2 separate regions of the Rattus norvegicus genome follow, and region 2 is linked to region 1. The links are chromatin contacts, called in public Hi-C maps. All regions are on one chromosome and are shown on one strand. Each heading gives the region's core, a stretch centred on a gene start, on an enhancer-like site or on the middle of the called end of the contact. The rest is flanking DNA. Distances are from core to core; before and after follow the strand shown.

What was found. Hi-C and Micro-C count contacts between places; a contact is called where the count stands out from the background.
Region 2: a Hi-C map of the A7r5 cell line shows a contact between it and region 1, with 4 times the contacts expected there. The contact joins the enhancer-like site here to the promoter of Irs2 in region 1. A contact is called at or near these places in 2 of 12 Hi-C or Micro-C datasets (the A7r5 cell line and Schwann cells) and 1 of 1 datasets of contacts at active chromatin or transcription factors (oligodendrocytes).

Annotation. Positions count from the first base shown.
Region 1 is chr16:85,188,821-85,193,822 of GRCr8, forward strand. Irs2 (insulin receptor substrate 2) reads left to right here and starts at 1,490. Exons shown (of 2, transcript NM_001168633.1): 1 at 1,490-5,002. The coding sequence starts at 1,490.
Region 2 is chr16:85,426,892-85,432,302 of GRCr8, forward strand. No RefSeq gene overlaps it. Among named protein-coding and RNA genes, the nearest start is that of Irs2, 240 kb to the left of the region's middle. Within about 2 kb of position 3,845, at least 9 of the 93 cell types and tissues checked have an H3K27ac peak or open chromatin away from gene starts, as enhancers often do. A contact at or near this core is called in the A7r5 cell line and Schwann cells, where this site is marked.

The DNA of each region.
Region 1 (5,002 bases), core at 240-2,739:
CACAAAGGCCACGTAGATAGAGAAATTCAAAGCAGCAGTTCAAGGGCATCTTTGGCTTGGCGCTGTGCCCGCGGCCGCGCTCTTAGGTTCGGCGACGCCCTCCCATGGCCGGGGTGCTGGGTGAGCAAGGTTTGGGGCGCGGGCCGGGAGCAGTGAGGGCGCGGGGCGCGGGAAGGACGCCCGCCAGCACCCGCTCCCAGCTCCCCGCTCCCGCCCAGGCCCGCCCTTTCCCGGCACTATGGAAACCGCATTTTCCTACGCCAGCATGCCCTCCTCCTCTCTCCTATTACATCCAGAACAGGCGACTTCCACTTCCCGGGAACCTGACAAGTGAATGGCTCTGATGACGCCCCGGAAAGAGCCCACGGCCGGGGGCGGGGGCGGACGACTGCGGAGGGTGGGGCGGGTTCCGGGGCGCCCCTCGCTCTGCTCGCCGCCGGGAAAGGGCACTGAGCTGCCATCGACCGGGAGCTCGCGGGCAACGATGCTCGTAAACAAACCGGGCCGCGCGCCTGCCACCCACAGCGGGCACCGCCCTGCGCCGCGCGCCCACCCCAGATGCTGGGGTCCGACCGCCGCCCCGCACCAGCTCCAACCTCCCGCCCCCGTTCCCCCTCCGCGGCGGAAGCCTGGGGCCAGTTAGTAGGGCGCGAGGCGGGAGCACAAACCCCGCACCCGCTTTCTCTGTGGCGGGCTTCCCGCCCTGGGTGGCATCGCCCCCGCCTGCATCCACAACGAGCCCCTGATTAATGAGCCCGGCCCGGCCCCCGCCGAGCCCCGGCCCGGCCTCGGAGGGGGAGGGGGAGGGGACGGCGGGAAACGCAGCGCGGTGTCGTCCCGCCCCCCCCGCGCCTCACGCTCATTGGCCGGGCTCGCTGTCCGTCGGGGAACGCAGCGCCAATGCGGGGCGGCGGGGCGGAGCGTCCGCGCGAGTGTGCCTGCGTAACGCAGAGTCACGTGTTGTTTTGCTCTTAGTTCAGTCACTCGGTGCGCGATGTGTTACTCACTGTGCGGCGGGGACCGCGACAAACCCAGGTCGTCGTTGGTGGCAGCAGCAGCAGCGGCAGCGGCGGCAGCGGCCCCAGTGGCGGCGTGGGCCCCGAGTGTCCGGACGCAGACCGGTGTCGCGCCGTGCAGAACGGTGGCAGCAGGCCGGCCGCGCGCGTTCTAAGCTCGGCCCCGCGGCTCGGGGACCCCGACTCTCGGCCCAGCCAGTCCCCGGGCGCCGCCCGAGAGCCTGGAAGGCAGCGGCCGCGGACAGTCGAAGCGGGGGGTGGCCATCGCCCGCGCCGAACATCCTTCCGAGCGGCGGAGGGCCCTGCGCCACCGAGTGGCGCGCGCCTTCTAGCCCACCTCCTGGGCCCGGGGGACGCGCGCGCGTGGCCGGGCGGCCGGGCGACGGGTGGCGGGGAGCCGCCCCCGCCCGCGCCCCTCGGCCCTCGCCATCCCCTGTTTGCCCAGCCGGGCGGAGAGAGCTGAACCGGTGGTGATGGCTAGCGCGCCCCTGCCTGGGCCCCCCGCGTCGGCGGGCGGGGACGGCCCGAACCTCAATAACAACAACAACAACAACAACAACCACAGCGTGCGCAAGTGCGGCTACCTGCGCAAGCAGAAGCACGGCCACAAGCGCTTCTTCGTGCTGCGCGGCCCGGGCACCGGCGGCGAGGAGGCAGCCGCGGCTGGGGGGTCGCCGCCGCAGCCTCCGCGGCTGGAGTACTATGAGAGCGAGAAGAAGTGGAAGAGCAAGGCGGGCGCGCCGAAGCGAGTGATCGCGCTCGACTGCTGTCTGAACATCAACAAGCGCGCGGACGCCAAGCACAAGTACCTGATCGCCCTCTACACCAAGGACGAGTACTTCGCCGTAGCGGCGGAGAACGAGCAGGAGCAGGAGGGCTGGTACCGCGCACTCACCGACTTGGTCAGCGAAGGCCGCTCTGGCGATGGGGGCTCCGGCACCACGGGCGGCTCTTGCAGCGCCTCTCTCCCGGGGGCCCTGGGCGGCTCGGCGGGCGCCGCTGGCTGCGATGACAACTACGGGCTCGTGACGCCCGCCACGGCAGTCTACCGCGAGGTGTGGCAGGTGAACCTGAAGCCTAAGGGACTGGGCCAGAGCAAGAACCTGACCGGTGTATACCGCCTATGCCTGTCTGCGCGCACCATCGGCTTCGTGAAGCTCAATTGCGAACAGCCGTCGGTGACGCTGCAGCTTATGAACATTCGCCGCTGCGGCCACTCGGACAGCTTCTTCTTCATCGAGGTGGGCCGTTCAGCCGTCACCGGTCCCGGCGAGCTGTGGATGCAAGCCGATGACTCGGTGGTGGCGCAGAACATCCATGAGACCATCCTGGAGGCCATGAAGGCACTCAAGGAGCTCTTCGAGTTCCGGCCTCGCAGCAAGAGTCAGTCGTCTGGGTCGTCTGCCACGCACCCCATCAGCGTACCGGGCGCGCGCCGCCACCACCACCTAGTCAACCTACCCCCTAGCCAGACGGGCCTGGTGCGCCGCTCTCGCACTGATAGCCTGGCGGCCACCCCGCCAGCAGCCAAGTGCACTTCGTGCCGGGTTCGTACAGCCAGCGAGGGTGACGGCGGCGCGGCAGGCGGAGCCGGGACGGCAGGAGGCAGGCCGATGTCGGTGGCAGGGAGCCCCCTGAGTCCCGGGCCGGTGCGCGCGCCCCTTAGCCGCTCGCACACCCTGAGCGCCGGCTGCGGAGGCCGCCCGAGCAAAGTGGCTCTGGCGCCGGCAGGGGGAGCCCTACAACACAGCCGCTCCATGTCCATGCCCGTGGCGCACTCGCCGCCTGCAGCCACCAGCCCAGGCAGCCTGTCCTCCAGCAGTGGGCATGGCTCAGGCTCCTACCCGCTGCCTCCTGGTTCCCACCCGCACCTGCCTCATCCGCTCCATCACCCCCAATGCCAACGTCCGTCCAGCGGAAGTGCCTCCGCCTCGGGCTCCCCCAGCGACCCGGGTTTCATGTCCCTTGACGAGTATGGCTCCAGCCCTGGTGACCTGAGAGCCTTCAGTAGCCACAGGAGCAACACACCTGAGTCCATCGCGGAGACCCCGCCAGCCAGGGACGGCAGTGGGGGCGAGCTCTATGGGTATATGAGCATGGATAGGCCCCTGAGCCACTGTGGCCGCCCTTACCGTAGGGTCTCTGGGGATGGGGCCCAGGATCTGGACAGAGGACTGAGGAAGAGGACTTACTCCCTAACCACGCCTGCCCGGCAGCGGCAGGTTCCTCAGCCTTCCTCTGCCTCTCTAGACGAATACACTCTCATGCGGGCCACCTTCTCTGGCAGTTCAGGTCGCCTCTGCCCATCCCTCCCTGCGTCCTCTCCCAAAGTGGCCTACAACCCTTACCCAGAGGACTATGGAGACATTGAGATTGGTTCTCACAAGAGTTCCAGCAGTAACCTGGGGGCAGATGATGGCTACATGCCCATGACCCCTGGGGCAGCCCTCAGGAGTGGTGGCCCCAATAGCTGCAAGAGCGATGACTACATGCCCATGAGCCCCACCAGCGTGTCTGCCCCTAAGCAGATCCTGCAACCACGTTCGGCAGCGGCCTTGCCCCCCTCTGGAGCAGCCGTGCCAGCACCCCCTTCAGGGGCGGGCAGGACTTTCCCAGTGAACGGAGGCGGCTACAAAGCCAGCTCCCCAGCGGAGAGCTCCCCAGAAGATAGCGGGTACATGCGAATGTGGTGTGGCTCCAAGCTGTCCATGGAGAACCCAGACCCTAAGCTGCTCCCCAATGGGGACTACCTCAACATGTCCCCCAGTGAGGCAGGCACCGCAGGGACCCCACCTGACTTCTTCTCAGCAGCTTTGCGTCCAGGCGGTGAGGCCCTCAAAGGCGTCCCTGGCCACTGCTACAGCTCTTTGCCCCGCTCTTACAAGGCTCCCTGTACTTGCGGTGGTGGAGACAACGACCAGTACGTGCTCATGAGCTCCCCTGTGGGTCGGATTTTGGAAGAGGAGAGACTGGAGCCCCAGGCCACCCCAGGGGCTGGCACATTTGGGGCAGCTGGTGGTAGTCATACCCAGCCTCATCACTCAGCAGTGCCTTCCTCCATGAGACCAAGTGGCATCGTTGGCCGACCTGAGGGCTTCCTGGGCCAGCGCTGTCGGGCAGTGCGGCCCACACGCCTTTCGCTAGAGGGACTGCAGACCCTTCCCAGCATGCAAGAGTACCCTCTACCCACTGAGCCCAAGAGCCCTGGCGAGTACATCAACATTGACTTTGGTGAAGGGGGTACCCGTCTGTCTCCGCCTGCTCCCCCACTACTGGCATCAGCGGCCTCCTCCTCTTCACTGCTCTCAGCCAGTAGTCCTGCTTCATCCCTGGGTTCAGGTACCCCAGGCACCAGCAGTGACAGCCGGCAGCGCTCTCCGCTCTCTGACTATATGAACCTGGACTTCAGTTCTCCCAAGTCCCCTAAGCCTAGCACCCGCAGTGGGGACACAGTGGGCTCCATCGATGGCCTTCTCTCTCCAGAAGCCTCATCCCCATACCCACCGCTGCCCCCGCGTCCTTCTGCTTCCCCTTCCTCCTTACAGCAGCCTCTGCCACCTGCCCCAGGAGACCTATACCGCCTGCCTCCAGCAACAGCTGCCACATCCCAGGGTCCCACTGCTGGCTCCTCAATGTCCTCTGAGCCTGGGGATAATGGTGACTATACCGAGATGGCCTTTGGTGTGGCTGCTACCCCGCCACAACCTATTGCGGCACCCCCGAAGCCAGAAGGTGCCCGAGTGACCAGTCCCACATCAGGCTTGAAGCGGCTAAGTCTCATGGATCAGGTATCTGGGGTAGAGGCCTTCCTTCAAGTCAGCCAGCCCCCTGATCCCCACCGGGGCGCTAAGGTCATCCGTGCAGACCCGCAGGGGGGACGTCGTCGCCACAGTTCAGAGACCTTCTCCTCTACCACCACTGTCACCCCAGTGTCCCCATCCTTTGCTCACAATTCCAAGCGCCACAATTCGGCCTCTGTGGAAAAC
Region 2 (5,411 bases), core at 2,595-5,094, 240 kb after region 1:
TTAGTGGAAAAACAAGTTTTACCAGTGATTATAGCCCATGACTTTTATTTAATAAAGACTGTACTAGTTAGGATTTCTATTGCCATGGTAACACACTGGCCCAAAGCAACCCCGGAGAGGAAAGGGTTTACTTTATCTTACGTCCCATCGTCAAGAGAAGTGGGTAAGAGCTGGAGACTAGGTCCCAGAGGCAGAAATTGAAGCAGACGCCATGGAGGAGCACTGCTTACTGGCTTGCTTCCAGGGTCACATTCAGCTGGCTTTGTCACACAGTGCAGGCCCACTTGTCTAAGGGTGGTACTGTTCTCAGAGAGCTGGATCCTTTTATACCGACTAGACTTTAAGAAAATATCCTAGAGACCACTTTGCACTCTAGACCCCTTCTGGTTTGGGTAGTGGTTTAGCACTGCAGCCTTCCGGGCAGGGCCTCTGCCTGACACATAAGGATCACTCCTGTCCCCAGCGATTGCAGAGACTCTAGGACAGTTGGAAATTGTCTTGATTTCATCCGAGTTCTTAGATGTTGATGGTACTCGTCAACTTTTCCCCTCCCAGGCCCATCCCAATTCCATCTCGAGCATTTGAAGCCTCGGCTGAGATGCTGTGTTCCACAGGCAGAATAGCAAACCGTTGGGAGCCATCACCATCTGAGGGGAGAGTTGGTCAGACTGGCAGCCCCGTGAATGCATAGGAGTCTGTGCCTGGCTGTGAAGTTAATACTGAGATGTAATTTGGATAATGAGTTGACTGCTATTCATTAAATTACCACATGCCATTATCAGACCCCGTTGATAATGCCTTTTAATTTCACAACACCATGATTCCCTATGGATGCAGAGGAAAAGGACAGAATGCTGGCTCGTTGAAAACAGTAAGGAGAAGGAGGAGTCTGAACTACAACCACTGGGGACTTTTCCCAGCACAGACATAAACACCACTGCGATGGCAATTGGTCTTCATTCACGACACCACGTCTGGCACACTTCTGTATTTACTATCTGCGACCGAGAAAGGCTGGTAGAGGGGAAGTTTGGAAAATACAAGTGAGTAAGAAGCGAGAGATCGGGACAAAAGACAGTGATGGTTCACGGACAGCATCAGGGAGCCTCCTAGTTCTTCCTTAGGTGAGCATAAGGAGGAGGGCAGTATTGGGGAATCTCTATACAGAGCCTCAAGCCTTCATCTTGACACAGGGGAGACTACAGAGTTGTGTGTTTCCTGGGTACTTGAATGGTAGTGATTTGACTAGTTGTACTGTGGGACCTGTTACCCTGTGCTTGGATCTCCACTGAGGTCAAGCAGATAGTCAAAGTCCCTTCTCTGGGAGAACTAACACACACTTGTGATGGGACTAATACTTGTTTCGCTCTTCAAGGATGCCTACTTTCTTTCTTTCTTTCTTTTTTTTTTTTTTTGGTTCTTTTTTTCCGGAGCTGGGGACCGAACCCAGGGCCTTGCGCTTCCTAGGCAAGCGCTCTACCACTGAGCTAAATCCCCAGCCCCAGGATGCCTACTTTCTAATCCCCCACATAGATGCATGCTACCTTCTTTACCAAAGAGGCTTAGCATGTGATGGAGCTAGGGGCTCTGAGATGGGATGGTAGCATACACAAGTGGGACCCATGCAACCACACAGGCTGTTTTAGAGGGGAAGGGGAGACACAGAAGAGAACCAGGAGAAAAAGTAGGGTGGATGAAGTCAGACTCTCATAGAAAGACTTGATTAGCTGTTGCTGCCTTTGAAGTCAGAATGAGAAGTCAAGGGTGAGGTGAAGGAGAAAGAAGTAGGGATTCCCCCCTAGAGCCCTCAGAATGAATGCAGTCCAGGCTGCACCATGGCTATAGCCAGGTGGCCATTCAGACCTCAGATTTGTAGAATATATTTGCATTGTTTTGCACCATCAAGTTGGTGGTCACTGGCTATAGCAGCATAGAAGACAAATTTACTGCACACAGATTTGTTGAAATCAAACCAATAGAAATGCCAAATTCAAAAATGCTCCAACATATAACAAGGACACTATGTTCATAACAGCCTTATTTATAATAGCCAGAAGCTGGGAAAAAAATCCCAGATGTCCTTCAACAGAAGAATGGATACAGAAAATGTGGTACATCTACACAACAGAGTACTTACTACTCAGCTATTAAAAACAATGACTAAGTGAAATTCTTAAGCAAATAGATGGAACTAGAAAATATCAACTTGGGTGAGGTAACCCAGTCACAAAGAACACACATGGTGTGCACTCACTGATACGTGGATATTAGCCCAAAAGCTTGGATTACCTAAGAAATTCACAGATCATATGAAGCCCAAGAAGGAGGAAGACCAAAATGTGGATGTTTCATTCCCTCTTAGAAGGGAGAACAAAATACTCACTGGAGGAAACACGGGGACAAAGAGTGGAGCAGGGACTGAAGACAAGGTCATCCAGAGACTGCCCCGCCTGGGGATCCATCCCATATGCTGCCACCAAACCCAGTCACTATTGCTGATGCCAAGAAGTGCTGGCTGACAGGAGCCAGATATGGGCGTCTCCTGAGAGGCTCTGCCAGAGCCCTACTGATACAGATGAGGATGCTTGGAGCTAACCATTGGACTGAACAAGGGGATCCCAATGGAGGAGTTAGAGAAAAGACTGAAGGAGCTGAAGGGGTTTGCAACCCCATAGGAAGAATAACATCATTAACCAACCAAACCCCACCAGAACTCCCAGGGACTAACTAGACCACCAACCAAAGAGTATACATGGAGTACCCATGATTCAAGCCACATATGTAGCAGAGGATGGCACTGTCCAGCATCAATGGAAGGAAAAGCCCTTGGTCCTGGGAAGGCTCGTTTCCCCTATGTAAGGTAATGCCAGGGCATTGAGCTTAGAGTGGGTGGGTGGGAGAAAGCATCCTCATAGAAGCAAAGGGAGGGAGTATGGGGGAGGGGGGAAAGGGGAATAACATTTGAAATGTAAATACATAAAATATCCAAGAAAAATAAAATAAAAAAAAAAGAATTCATGAATTCTGAAGTATGAATTATGGCAAAATTATAATATGACCCACTAATTACTCATAAAGAAAGATCATAATGGACCTTTGAATTCTGCTACCGAGTTCTCCAATTTCATGTTCCAAAGGTTAAACTGAGCTGGGGCTTGATTTAAGATTCAGAGAACAAGCTTGGCCTGGTGGCCTCCTTCTTCTCCCTGTGTATCCAGACAGCTACTCGGGAGGCTGAGCCAGGAGGACTGAAGTTCAAGTCCTGCCTGAGCTCTGGAGCAAACTCAAGGCTAGACCGAGCAATTTAGCCAGACCTTGTCTCAGAAGTAAAGAAGGTGGTTTAGGACTGGAAGGTCCTCAGGTTAGAACGGGAACCCCTGCCCTACCTGCAAAAGGTTCTGAGGGACAGGGCGATGACTCAGTAAAACTATGCAGGCTTGATGACATGGATTTGGATCCCCAGAACTCACATTAAAGGAAGACAGGTGTAGAGGTGCAAGCCTGAAATCCCAGTGCTAGGGAGAAGACAGCACAGAGCTCTTTGGGTAGGTAATCTTTCTGAATGTAAGTGTGACACTTAGTGAGAGGCCTCGCCTCTAAATAAAAACAAGGAAAATACCCAGTGGCTCCTCTGTCCTCCACACTCACGTGCACACATGCGACCCCCTCCCCAGGAATGCACACACCCTTCTGTATCCCACTTAAGTTTCTGGAAAAAAAAAAGCATTTCCGAGTTTTGAGACCTTGTAGCAAAGTTGAAGGGATAATGATGTACCATTGTCTTTGATCTCTTGCAACTGTGTTCAGAAAGGATAAGATTGTAAACAGGACAGAAAATCACTGTTTCCTTTGTCTTCCTTTGAGACACTGTTGCCTTTGTCTTCCTTGAGCCAGTCTTCAGCATCTTTACAAAAGTCAATTAGAAACTGACTTAAGAGCCTTTGTGATAGATTTTCACTTGTAACACATTCCCTTGGAAGGAACCCTCACTTTCAGTTCTCTATGAACTAAGTAGGCTGAACCTTTGGTTTCAAGAGTAGCAGTGATTTTCTTAAATAAAAACATTTTGCAAAACAGAGGGCGTGAGGTTGTGGAAGGACGCTCTATCCCTCACTTCCATGGTTGTTAGTTCTATAATGGCTCATTTTGATAAGCGATCATTGCGGTTTAGCTCTGAGCTCTGTATTCCTCTCAGAGGTTTCCTCAGAACCTCAAGGACGGTGTGCTACTAAAACTCTTATTTTCCTCCCAATAGCTATATAGATCTACTGCTCTCTGATGAGATTTGGGAAACATTTCAGCTTTTTTAATTCTTAAAAATATTTTCCTTTATTGCCCTCCAGTTTCTAAAAATAGGTTGGAATTAAATGTCATGTACCTTTGGAATTCGTTTTACAAACATACTTGGTAACTAGGAAACTCACATCGTCATTATTTATAATCCAGAAATTATTTCCATGGCAACCGGCAGAAGGTCACAATTATGGAGTACAGTGGAGGCTGGAGACCGTTGAAGAATTTGCCTAAGAAGACGACTGGCTTGCAGGAGGTGGTGGCTGACACCCCAGCTGCCCACTGCTCTAGCTCCAGTTATGCTGCTGTGATAAAACCCTGACCCAAATCAACTTGAAGGAGCAAAAGTGTGCTCAGTTCCCAGGCTGCAGAATCATCCAGGAGAGCCAAAGGAAAAGTGTATTTCCACTCCCAGGATGAAGCTGCCATCCAGGGAAGACAACCCAGGAACACAAGGCAGGGACCTGGATGCAGAGACTGAGACAGAGGCCACGGCAGAATGCTGCTTGGTGGCTTGTCACTGGCTCTCACTCATCTGCCTTTCTCACATAGCCCAGGCTGACTGCCTAGGGATACTCTGTTCACCAGGTTCTCCTGTATCAATTAACAATCAAGAAAACACCACATAGCTGTGCCCACGGGCTTGTGCAGTGGAAGCAATTCATCAACTGAGGGCCCTCCCTGCTGGTTCTATCAAGTGACAACCAGTCTTAGCTATCACACACAAATTAGTGAGGTGAGGTCTTAGGGGTAAGACAGTAGGCACATTGTGGACCATTTAATCACGTTCCAGGATCCATAGGCCCAAGGGATTGCACCAGCCCACCCACTCTCACTCTCCAGGATGCAGCTGAGAGGTGGGAGGCAGCCTCTCTCTGATCCTTGGCTTGGCTCCTACAGAGCCTGTAAGCCCAAAGCTGAACTGGGCAGAACCTGAGCATGGGCCTGCAGGTTCTATTCTTTCTGCAATACCGAAAAGGGTTGAGACAGACCTTACAGGGCCAGCATCCACCTAGTCTGAGATACAGGCAAGTGAAGAACATAGGTCAGACACTGAGCAAAGAGTTTGTCTTTCCTTATTTCCAGATGTGTGAAAGACTTGACTTAAGCCTCAAAAC